Linked DNA regions of Triticum aestivum: region 1 is linked to region 2. Evidence: chromatin contacts called from public Hi-C data. All regions are on one chromosome and are shown on one strand. The core of a region is the stretch at or near the end of the contact, and the rest is flanking DNA. Distances in the headings are between cores, read along the strand shown.

The links. Hi-C and Micro-C count contacts between places; a contact is called where the count stands out from the background.
Region 1: a contact with region 2 is called in a Hi-C map of leaf, with 5 times the contacts expected there. The contact joins the promoter of LOC123053177 here to the promoter of LOC123053174 in region 2. A contact is called at or near these places in 3 of 5 Hi-C or Micro-C datasets (all in leaf).

What each region holds. Positions count from the first base shown.
Region 1 is chr2D:366,603,913-366,610,251 of IWGSC CS RefSeq v2.1, reverse strand. LOC123053177 reads right to left here and starts at 1,550. Exons shown (of 2, transcript XM_044476594.1): 1 at 963-1,550; 2 at 1-372. The coding sequence starts at 1,394.
Region 2 is chr2D:366,425,838-366,432,056 of IWGSC CS RefSeq v2.1, reverse strand. It overlaps LOC123053174 (chaperone protein ClpC1, chloroplastic), which reads left to right and starts at 3,508. Exons shown (of 10, transcript XM_044476592.1): 1 at 3,508-3,698; 2 at 4,565-5,150. The coding sequence starts at 4,601.

The DNA of each region.
Region 1 (6,339 bases), core at 301-2,800, 180 kb before region 2:
ATTAAACCTCACACGTTTCCTTGGTTTTGAATCGGCTTGCTCCTCCTTCCTCTTCAGTATAGGTTTCACACCGATATCCTGAGCTCTCATTGCTTGCATTCCAGCAGTTGGACACTCCTTGGTTTGAGTTGGAGAATGAAGGCCAATTTTACCTGAACTATTGTCTTCTCTGAGCCTTGCAGATGCTGCATCAAGATCTGCCCGAGGATCCTTGGATAAACCACAGATCTCATCAATGGTATCATCAAGGAGGTCAGGCACTACAGTATTGATGCTCATATTAATGCCCTCATCCATGATTTCACTCATGTACACACGTTCTGCAGCATCTTCTTTACCAAATGCCGCTCTATCATATTTGTCCTCCTCTTCCTGAAAGATAACACACCCAATCAGAACAAGGTGCAAATAGATAGGTATGCCAAATACAAAAGCAAAAGCTCCTTACCTGCATTTAGTATCAGATTTAGATAATTTTAGTGTTTTCATGTTAAAGTCGTCTTATATAAGTCTACAAACAGTCTGGTTTGCTTTATGATTTATCTTAGTACTAGTAATTAGCAAAAGCAAAAGGCCTTCAAAAGAAATGAACAGTCCTTAAGGTTCCATTGAAACTGTGGAATAGACTCTTATCCCCTGCGGCATTTCCCTTGAAAAAGACCCCATTGCAAAAATCAAAAGCGAAAATCACAACAAGCAAACAACATGAAGGGAGCAAATTGATGACAACGATACTCCAATCCCCCATACTTAGCACTTTTTCTACCCCGCTAGGAGACTGGAGATCAATACACTCTACAGATGAAACGTTTCTTCAGCAAGCAGTAGGGTATGAGTAGCAAAAGAAGAAGCCAAATCGGCCTTACTATCTTATATAATCAATGCCCTAATTTCCACAAGCAATACAGCATCGAATAGCAAATGGTCAAATCAAATAAAATCGGAAGTTATTTTTCTCTCACCTCCCGATCCAGAGTCGGGTCGAGGCCGATCGAAACCCTAACCTCCTCTTCCTCGTCCTTCTCCTCCTTCCTATCGTCCTCGCCCCTCACATCCTCCTCATCCTCCTCATCATCTTCGGGGTCGTCCTCAAAGTCCTGCTTGGACCGCCGCCTCCGGCCGCGGAGGCACCCGTTGGCATCGTAGAACGCGGACGAGCATGGCGTGTCGGCGCGCTCGGCCGCGGCGCGCTCCTCCTCCTCGTCGCGGGCCTCCGACGGGCGCGCCCAGCGCTGGCGCTCAACATCTCCGGCGGCGACGGACCAGGAAGCTGCCGGGAAGGAGGAGCTCGGGACGTCGCCGAAGAGACGCGACCCGAAGAGGCGCTTCACCCGCTCCTCGAACCCCTCCCCGGCTCCGCCGCCGCCTCCTCCTCCGCCCCCCTCGGCCGCCATGGATCGGACGCGAGGCAGCGAACCAATCTTACAGAAGCTTCTCGAAAGTTCCCCTCGGCCCGGCCGTGCGCTGTGGGTTTGAGATGGGGGTTTGCTTCGAGTCTGAGAGGCTTGCGAGGTTTGAAGTTGAAGACGGCAACTCGCGGTCGATAATCGTTTCCGGCTTGGGCTTGGGCCCGGGCTTTGGTGTCGGTACCGAAACGGGCTAGAACGTCACATGCACAGTTAATATATTTTTTTAGAAAAGCAAAAAAGTACAGTAGTACAGTATTACTTTTCCTCCTCAAAAAATTACCCCTTAAAAGCGGATAAACCAGCCCCTAAACTTTGCCATATCAGATCAATCAGCCCCTAATCAGCAATCAACCCCTGAGCGGTCTTGCACATAATTGCAGATGGTTTTGATGTAAGAGCATCTTCAACACCGACTTTTAAACCGTCCGCTTACATTCGGACCGCGCTGTTCGAATATGTTTTTTTTCTGCATACCGGAGACAAAATGAGAGGCTTTGCAGGCGTCCGGACCACTGCCACGCCCGCTCCTGACTACCTTGCCCCACAAAAAAAATATCCGCGCTCGCGCGCGTTCCGGCCTGACGCCAGCTGCGCACATTCATGCCACTGGAGAGCGGCCGCTCCGCATTGACGCCGGCACAAAACGGATGCGACCTCTCACTGTCGGCATTGAAGCGGTGCGCTGGCCGAGACAGTGCCGCCCGCTGCACGCCCGGCTGAACACATCTCCTCGCCACATTCAAACGACCACAAACTGCCCGCCTTCCTCCATTAAACCAGTGTGTGTGCCAAGAAATCTACTCCAACCACGCGTCTGTTCGTGAGCCACCCGTCATTGAACACGACGCCGGTTGGCTTCGGCCGTCGGCCCACTATTTCAACGGCGCCAGACGCCAAGCAAAAATCGTACCACACCCCACTCCCATCTCCTCCTTGCACCATTTTCTCCACAATATCCATGGCATCCGGCGAGCAGGAAGAGGAGTTTTCCGGCATAAAAGCCGGTTGGATGGTCCGTCGAGCCCGCAGGATACGAGCCAGGCAACTCTCTGCTCCAACACCCTCGACGCTCCAGGCTGCTGCAGGCCAGCTTGCAGATGCAGAAGGTCCAAGCCGCCACGTCGTTCAACAATTCGCCACTCCAAGCTAGCTCGCCGAGGAGTGGCGGGTTGCTCCAGGACGACACGCGGGGAGCATGGCGGCACATGCATTTGTGGTTGCTGTGGACGACATCGTATCGTGCCGCTCCTCCAGTGCCTGCGATCGCTCCATCCGCCGTCAACGTATGCGTAACCACGCCCTGACGGCGGAGAAAGAAATTGGCTTCGCAGAGATAGATGAAATGATGTACAACACGTCTGCACCCGCCGCAATCATCGAGGAGAAGTAGAACATGGGTGAAAGCACAAGTGCTCCCTGGGTGATTTTGGTAATTAATGTCAACATATCTTTTGTTGGACCAATAGTTTTATCTAGTATATTTCAGATAAGTTCAATAGTGGAGTGGTAAGGACAAGAGGATGTGGAATCCCTTCAAAATGTTAAGGACAAGGATTGGCAAAAGCTCAAGACTCTTCATTTTTGTTTAAGTGATCCAAGATCACATTGAGTCCACAGGGAAGCCAATACTATTAAAAGGGGACGAGGTGTTGCATAATGGTCTACTTGCTCAAAGTGCTTAGTGATATTGCTCCAAAACCCTCAGTCACTCTCTCCATCCAAATATGTCCAAAACACTAAACTCCAACTCGGCCCCACCGATATCTTTCATCCGGAGCCACCGAGTTCATCATGACATAGCCACTGCCAGAAACCCTAACAGTTCGGTCACACTGATATGGATCTCGGTCCCACCGAGATGGCCTTGCCAACGCTTTGTGACTTGGTGCATTCACTTCTGTCTCGCCGAGTTGTTACAATCGGTCCCACCGAGTTAGCTTGACAGATTCCCTGTTTCTCGTTGCACTCACCTCGGTCTCACCGAGTTGATGCAATCGGTGCCACCGAGATGAAGTTTGCCCTAAGCCCTAGCACATCGGTCCCACCGAGTTGTTTCAGCCGGTCCCACCGAGATTCCTAATGTTCATATTTTTTAACAGATCGGTGCCACCGAGTTTCCTAATCGATGCCACCGAGATGAGTCAAAAGTGTGTATCAGTTAGATCTTGTGTGGAGGCTATATATACCCCTCCAGCCATTCTCCCTCATTAAGGAGAGCCATCACAACGTGCCTACACTTCCACCATTCGTTTTCTGAGAGAGAACCACCTACTCATGTGTTGAGATCAAGAGATTCCATTCCAACCATTTGAACCTTGATCTCTAGCCTTCTCCAAGTTGCTTTCCACTCAAATCCTTCTTCCACCATAACCAAATATGTGAGAGAGAGTTGAGTGTTGGGGAGACTATCATTTGAAGCACAAGAGCAAGGAGTTCATCATCAACACACCGTATATTACCTTTTGGAGAGTGGTGTCTCCTAGATTGGCTAGGTGTCGCTTGGGAGCCTCCGTCGTGATGTGGAGTTGAACCAAGAAGTTTGTAAGGGCAAGGAGATCGCCTAATTCGTGAAGATCTACCTGAGTGAGGCAAGTCCTTCGTGGGCCATGGCCATGTTGGGATAGACAAGGTTGCTTCTTCGTGGACCCTTCATGGGTCGAGCCCTCCGTGGACTCGCGCAACTGTTACCCTTCGTGGGTTGAAGTCTCCATCAACGAGGACATACGATAGCACCACCTATAGGAACCACGCCAAAAATTCTCCGTGTCTCCATTGCATTTGCACACTCCAATCCCATCCCTTTATATTCTTGCAAATTGCATGCTTTACCCTTTCCGCTGCCTATACTCTTATCATGCTGGCTTGAAATGTATTGTGTGTGCCTTTAACACATGCTACACTCAACCTTAACTTGAAGAAATTAAAAACTGCCACTTTTGCTCGTTAAGGGTCTAATCACACCCCCCCCCTAGACCCCTCTTCTCGATCCTTTCAGTGGGAGGCCGTCGTCGCTTGGGTCCCATGAAGGCCACCACTGAGGCGATGCCAGCATACACGGCCGGTGTATTACCCGGTCGCAGGCCACCGTCGTCCCCTTTCCCCTTTGGCTGAAGCATATCATGGTGGTTCCACTCTGATGAGTGGCGCTGCCGAACATGGGGAAGCAAGCCGCCCTTTGCGCTAAAGCATAACCTCCGGGGCACACGATAGTCCGACGAGCGGGCTGCCGGACATGGGGAAGACAATGGAGATCCGACGCGGCCATTGAGTTTCGGGGTTTACTAGGTAATAAAGGGAATTGATATATAGGTGGAAAATGTTTCTGGAGATGTTAAATTAATATAAAAAGTTCTAATATTGATTAGAAGGCTTTTATAATTTATTTAGTATCATTGGGCTAAAGAAAATACTAAAAGGCCTATAGGGGGGAAGTTAATGGGCCTATGAGGCCTATTAGGTGGAGGCCGAATTGGAGGGGGATTCCCCCTCCTAGGGCTGGCGCGCGGGGGTGGAGGAATCCTCCCCCCATGTGGCGCCCTCCCCTCTTCTCCAACCTATATATACTACTCCCTCTGTCCCGTAATATAAGAATGTTTTTGACGCTAGTGTAGTGTCAAAAACGTTCTTATATTATGGGATGGAGGGAGTAGAGGTTTTGGCCACTTTTGAACACACAAGTTTTGGAGCCTCCTCTAGTTCTCTAGTTCTAGTTCTAAATTGGGGTTGATCTAATTAGAGCTAGACCTAGATCTCTCTAATCCTAATAATAGAGAAGCCTTGTGCGATTCTCTTCTTCTCTCTCTAATTCTCCAATGACGATTAGCTCTCTGGACGACAAAGCATGCTACTTCTTGAGCTTGCGTTGGTTTTTCCCTTGAAGAGGAAAGGGTGATGCAGCAAAGTAGAGATAAGTATTTCCCTCAATTTGAGAACCAAGGTGTCAATCCAGTAGGAGAAAACACACAAGTCACTGAATACCTGCACAAACAATCAAATAACTTGCACCCAACGCGATAAAGGGGTTGTCAACCCCTTCACGGTTACTTGCAAAAGTGAGATATGATAGAGATAGATAAACGGTAAAGTAAATATTTTTGGTATTTTTGGTTTATAGATTGGAAAGTAAAAGATTGCAAAAAGAGTAAATCGGAAACTAATATTGTAGATCGGAAACTTATATGATGGAAAATAGACCCGGGTGACGATGACATGTACCCATGGTAGGGTCATAGGCCTGACCTAGACACCCTACCCAAGGAAACTGCCCTAGAGTCAAAGACATTCGAAATACAACAGAAGAAACCGACTGAGTTCACCTAGGAGTGCAATCCGATCGACCATCTACCTCACTTGGATACCCCAATTCCATTCGACCAAGATAATAGCCACTCAACTACACGAAGGATCACTCGGAGACAGAAGGCCTAAAGCCACTCACGATGGCAACGGTCAGACGTTCACTCTGTAGTCTTTAAGATCATTTATAGCTCTTTATAGCTGCGTTACCAGTAACGCTCTGTCTTAATGTACATTGAACCCTGTGTAACGTGGGACAGCTGGGGTCCTGGCGCACTCTATATAAGCCACCCCCTCCACTGGCACAAGGGTTCGCACCCCGTGTAACTCTAACACATAATCCAGTCGACCAAGCCTCCGGGCACCAAGACATAGGGCTGTTACTTCCTCCGAGAAGGGCCTGAACTCGTAAACCTTGCGTGCACAACCTCACCGTAGCTAGGATCTTGCCTCCTCCTACGTACCCCCTACTCTTACTGTCAGACTTACTCCCACGACAGTTGGCGCCCACCGTGGGGCCGGTGTCTTAGTGACTTCCGACGAGGTTGCAATTTTTCTAATCTCCATCAACATGGTTTCCGGCGGTGGTCTGGCTTTGGGCCGCGAGATCCGACTCGGCGCGCTTGTCTTCATC
Region 2 (6,219 bases), core at 2,259-4,758:
AACCACCTGTCACTCTTCTCACTATCATGTGGGACCCACAACGGACCAAATATCTCTAATGGACACTGCCATGTTGTAAACATAACATCAATTTTGCAATCCTTTTTATGCAATAATTAACACAACATAAACTAATTAAAACACCAGTAATTAACACAAATCAGTACTTAAGGTCGGTCTCATCTCGAATATAATTAATCATTAGTCTATAGTTGCTAGCTATACTAGCTAATTACATTGCGTCAAGTGTTAAAAAAATGTCGGGCCAAGGATTTAAAAGACGCCCTCTGTAGGAGGGGGATGAGCTCGCCGGAGCCAAACGAATCGGCGTCGAAGCTCGCCGGAGCTCGCCAAATCCTCCTCGCCCGTGCGTCCTCATGATGAGCGCTTGGACTCCGCCGCTGCGGCGTGGAAGGAGGCCTGGGCGAGGCGCGTGCCACCCTCCTCCACCATCTATCCCCACCGTGCGTCCCCAGTCGCCACGCGCCACCCTCCAAACCATCTCTCCCCACCGTGTGTCGCCGGCTGCCGCATACATTGGCCACCGACGAGATCTGGGCCTCCCTCGGGGCGCTGTGGATCTGGGCCAGAGGGAGGCGTCGGTGGAGGCTGGCCCGCGTTGGCGTGGACGAGGGTCAACGGGGACGCAGGCACTGCAGTTCATGCCTCACACATTGCAGCGCCAGATCGAACAGGGCTCGCGGCGGCGGTGAATGGATCGAGAGATGGACCTCCATGGGCAGTGACATGGTGGCTTTGGGGTTGCTCCCTGCTCCTATCGGGGAAGAGAAAAGAGGAGGGTGAGAGAGACGGAGAGAATCGATAGAGAAAGGGAGAAGGAAGGAGCACAGGCAGGGCGGCGCTCGCGCCCAACCCCGATGAACGGCTGCGGAGATGAGGCGTACCTCAGGCGCGGAAACGAGGCGGGTCAGGGCGGTTTTGCTCCTGCGGGCGGTCGAGCCCAACCCCGATGGGATCCGTGGCTCCACCACCGATGGGGCCTCCGCTAGCCTTCCTTCGCTGGCCATGGACGGGATGTGTGGCTCCAGCGCTGATGGGATCTGAGAGAGGGGGGAAGGGCATCCAGGACTAGGGTTTGACCGGCGGGAGAGAAATAAAAGGGAACATGGGATGGTGATGGGTCCCACTTGGCAGTGTCTCGCCAGAGAGTGAAGAAGCAGGGGCAAAATGGTCCAAGGAAAAGTCCACAAACGGTCAACACACGGTCAAACGGCGCTGACTGGACGGAACCATGACGAAAGGGCAAAAACACAAAGCAAGCTAACTTAGTTGGGAAAGACCGCGTGTTTTACAAAACTAGGGGTATTCCTGTCGAGGGTGACACAACTAAGGGCTCAAATACAATTATCCCTAATTTGTTTACCCGACGTATGCTATTTTTCTCGAGAGAAGCCACTAGTGAAATCTACGGCCCCGGGTCTCTTCTTTATCATATTGCCTTTGAGATCTATTTTTATTCGCTTTTATTTCTAGATCTATTAATCCAAAAACCCAAAAATACATTGCTGCAATTTATTGTTATTTATTTTATCTCGCGTTCCCGTGAGATCTATTTATCCAATCTACTACAATTTTATCTATCTTTTTACCCGGGAGGGATTGACAACCCCTCTTTTACGTTGGGTTGCAAGTATTTGTTCTTTGTGTGCAGGTACCATTATGTAGTGTTGCGTGGTTCTCCTACTGATTCGATAACCTTGGTCTCATCACTGAGGGAAATACCTACCGTAGTTGTGCTGCATCATCCCTTCCACTTTGGGGAATACCGACGTAGTTCAAGCCGCATCAGGGTATATATAGCCATCACCAAAGATCTAGCGGTTACAAACTTTATGCACAACTCAATGACACCGGATGAAGAACTCGGTGAGACTGACTAGTGTAAAAGATTCGAACGTACACGTTTCAGTGAGATAGGATGAATCCACCCGGTGGCTCTGACATGTGATGAGCTAAAGCACTTGCATCATTTTGGTAATTCCGAATGGTTTCACTCAGTAATTTCGAAATGAACATGATGGGGTACAGAAAGTTTGTCAGTGCACTTCGGTGGGACCGAATGCCATCTCGGTGGAACCGAGTTTCTAGGGTTTAGGTTGTGGCACTGTCTGGTGTATCTCGGTGGGTCCGGGTGTATCTATTTCAGTGGGACCGAGAATGACTTTAGGTTTTTGGACAGATTGAATTGTGAGAATGTAGCTGAGAGTTTTGGAGCAATATTTCCAAGCACTTGAGCAAATGACTCATGATCAAAACCTCATTCACTTTTAATAGTATTGGTTTTCCTATGGACTCAATGTGATCTTTCATCATTCAACCAAAAATGTAGAGTCATGAAGCTTTTGCCAATGCTTGTCCTTTGTAGCTTGAGGGGTCCACATCTTCATCCATCTACAAGCCTAGGCTGTATTATTCTTGAAATATACTTGATGAAAAATGTTAGTCCAACAACATGTATGTTGACATGAATTACCAAAACCACCAAGGGAGCAAATGTGCTTTCAGACCTGATGGCATCAATATCCCCGATGGCAAGTTCTACCTCAGAGATGCTGGCTATGCATGTCGGCCTGGTGTTCTTCCACCCTCAGGAAAACCAGACACCATCTAAATGAGTTCTCTGGTAGAAACTATCCTAGGACTGCACATGAATTGTTTAATTTCAGACACTTTAGCCTTAGAATTACGGTTGAGAGGGCATTTGGAGATCTGAAGAATAGGTTTAAGATTCTGGATCAGAAGTCATTCCACACTTTTCAAACCCCAGGTTAAGCTTGTTCTTGCTTGTTGCATCCTTCATAACTGGATCCTACAATGGGGTTGTGATGACCTTGTGCCGGAGGAGGAAGAGGTGATGCTTGATGATGTTGTTGACTCCGACCATGGTGTGGAGGCATTTGACAACAAAGCCTGGAAGAACAAAAGGATGGAGTCTTCGGCAATGTGAGAAAATAAAGGTCATACAAGGATATGAAGAAAAAGAAGCAGTAGCAACAGAAGAGAAGAAGAAGCATCAACAATAGAAGAGAAGAAGAAGAAGCAACAACAGAAGAGAAGAAGCAGCAGCAACAACAGAAGAAACAACAACAAAACAACAACTCACGAGGATGGACTTCCATCTAATTGGACATCGATGAACTTTTCCCTATTATTGTTAAACTATCATTTGTTTTCTAGTTAGGATTGAGACGATGTTGGAAAATCGTGTGTGGTAAGGTCACCACTAATGAGAAGTGGTGATCATACATTGTGACGTTCGGAACCAAACAACATGTAATTTGTCTATTCGGTGCAGCACAAGCAACCAAACACTGGATAAATATTGCTTTCCTAATGCAGCCACACAAGATAAAAACAATCAAACTATATGTAGATGATGGTTTTTGTTCTCAACCGGATTTAACTAAGACACACGTGTAAAGAGGTAAAAAAAACCATGCAGGTAACCAAGCACGCAAGTGAAAAGGGAGGAGAAAGGGGTGTGTCTTGTGGGCCTCGCCGGGCCTTTTAAATCGACGCACATCCGATAAGCATGGGTGGTCGCTCCTTATCAATTGACACAGGTGCCGTGTAATTCGAGGCGACTAGCCCTAGCGAGAAGCGAGCGAGAGGGTGGGGCGGCGGCCAGCGGCTGGACCTGGGGCAAGGCAGCGAGCACGCCGCGTGCACGAGTTGAGGTAGTATTTCTTCGGTAGGAGTATTCCACTTTTCATTGTAACATGGATCCTACGGAGCAGTAGTTATATTAATTTTAGCTAAGCCTGTGAATTGCTAGGATTTCGCATCTAGCTCTCTTCCCCGTGTTATCGACTCCGCCCGTCCCAAGGTTCTCCCTAGGTCCTCCGCCGCTGGGCGGCCACGTCGTCGCCGAGGTGAGGCTTCCCCCGCCGCGCCCGCCGCTCGCTTCCGTCTCCGCGCCCTTCGCTCGTGGGGGGCGATGACTCCTGCGGTTGTTTTCGCCGATTGTTTTCGGAGTTCATGGGGAACCTTATCCTCTTCCGTTCCCTCGGGTGGGCGGATTTGTGGATTGGGTTTGGTGGTTCCGGGGATCGATTGGCTGGTTGGTTGGATAGTTCCAGGGGAAATTCTGCGAATCCTGTTTTTACCCACCTCGTCGGTGGATGCAGTCGAGCGCGCTATTTTGGTAGCAGCCGGGATGTGGATATATGTTGGCTTTTGCTTGGCGCGTGTAGGCGCACGGTAGGGGCTTTCCGATTGGGGTGCTATTGTCGAGCGGATTTAGATGGTATTCTTCTCTTGGTTGGAGCAGTCACGTGTGGATAATCCTGTGTTGAAGTTGGCTGGGTACATGAAACTTATCAAGCTTGGTAAAAACCATCGTGCCCGAATTTCTTATAGTACTATACTGCTCTTTGATTTGGGGTCATTAGGTGTTGTTTCAATGATATGTGAATGGTTGGCGAATTCTTTTAACCTCGTTTTTGAGGCACATATGTGGGATCTACCATCGGAAGTAGATGCCATAGTTGCTTTGCAATCATTTGATGATGTTTTCTGTTTGAGTAATGCTTTTTTTTTGCAGGCACTGGTAAACCTGTGGTTCTTTGGTTAGTTCAATATGGAGGGGACTCTGGTTCAGTCTGCCATTGCTCCTACCGCATACAGGAGTAGCTCTACGCGGTCCCGTGTGCGCACAAGGGCCACAATGTTACGCAGTACGCCAACCAGGACCCTCACTCTCGGGGGTTTTCAAGGACTGCGGCAAACAAATTTCCTGGATACAAGGTCCGTTATCAAACGTGACTTTGGCTCCATTGTAGCAAGCCAGATTTCACGACCACGTGGGTCAGGTTCAAGAATGGTTGTCCGGGCCATGTTCGAGCGCTTCACAGAGAAAGCAATCAAGGTGATTATGCTTGCACAGGAGGAAGCAAGACGCCTAGGCCACAACTTTGTTGGGACAGAACAGATTCTGCTTGGCCTTATTGGTGAGGGAACTGGAATTGCAGCAAAGGTTCTAAAGTCTATGGGGATCAGTCTTAAGGATGCCCGTGTGGAAGTTGAAAAGATTATTGGAAGAGGCAGTGGGTTTGTTGCCGTTGAAATTCCATTTACACCTCGTGCAAAGCGTGTACTCGAACTGTCACTTGAAGAAGCTCGCCAGCTAGGTATTAATCATTACCTTCATTTATCCACGAAAATCAGCTAGTTTCATGCTCTTGTTTCATCCATTCTGATCAGCTATTCTGTAATTATTACTGTATGCACATCATCAGTTTTTTTATTTACATCTAGTTTGTAATCAATTAGTCTGTTTTTATTCTATTTTCTTTTCTCAGTTACCCTGTTCTGTTTTTCTTAGTCACATAAGTTTGCTATATACTAGTGTAAATTGGTTCAGATAAGTGCACAAAATATCCGAATTTATGACTCCATTAGTGATAGAATGGTAGTTGAGGACAAGTTATCATAAGGTGTTCTGCTAGGCATGGTAATCGAGCTGCATTCCCATTTGGTGACGAGTGTGCGGAACTAGTGGTTAATTCATCTCACCTTCTGTTGAAGCAAGCACATGAATGTTTCCCCATTCCCATCCCCGATCATTGTCTGGTCCTGACTATCTGAGTCTAGGCCCCATTTTTTGTCATTCTATGTACTTGGCCGGACAGTGACTGACCGTTGCTTTTATATTATTTTATGTGTTTTTTTATATACTCTAGTTTTATTTATGTAGTATCCTGTTCTTACTTTCAGAGTCTACATTAAGTATGGATAGTGGTGTAAGATTTCATGTAGTGGTTTGATCACTAAAGACACTAAACATGTACAATTGTCTTAGTCAGTGACTAATCCAGAATGATACTTAAGCAAAAGTGATCATCATGTCCTGTGCAGAATGAAGCTTTGTTCTTCTTTTACGCTGTGGAAATTCTCCATTAGGTGATTGTGGCAGGAACCCTGGGGAAAGCTAGTGTGCTAGCTTAACAGTGATGTTTTACCATCCCTCATCCCCGACCTTCATTGCCCATCTAGCGAGCAGTTACCTTTCTTCTTTGGCAAGCCAACCATGAATTCCTCACCATGCAGTGTCCTATCCAGGGTAGCTGCGGGTCCATAGGATTTGGCAGGGATGGGGACTTACTACTATACTCGTGATACATTAAAAAAGTGAAACATTACTATATTATCACTATATCACTATTGCATTGTTCCTTTCTTGAAGATGATGAAATTTTA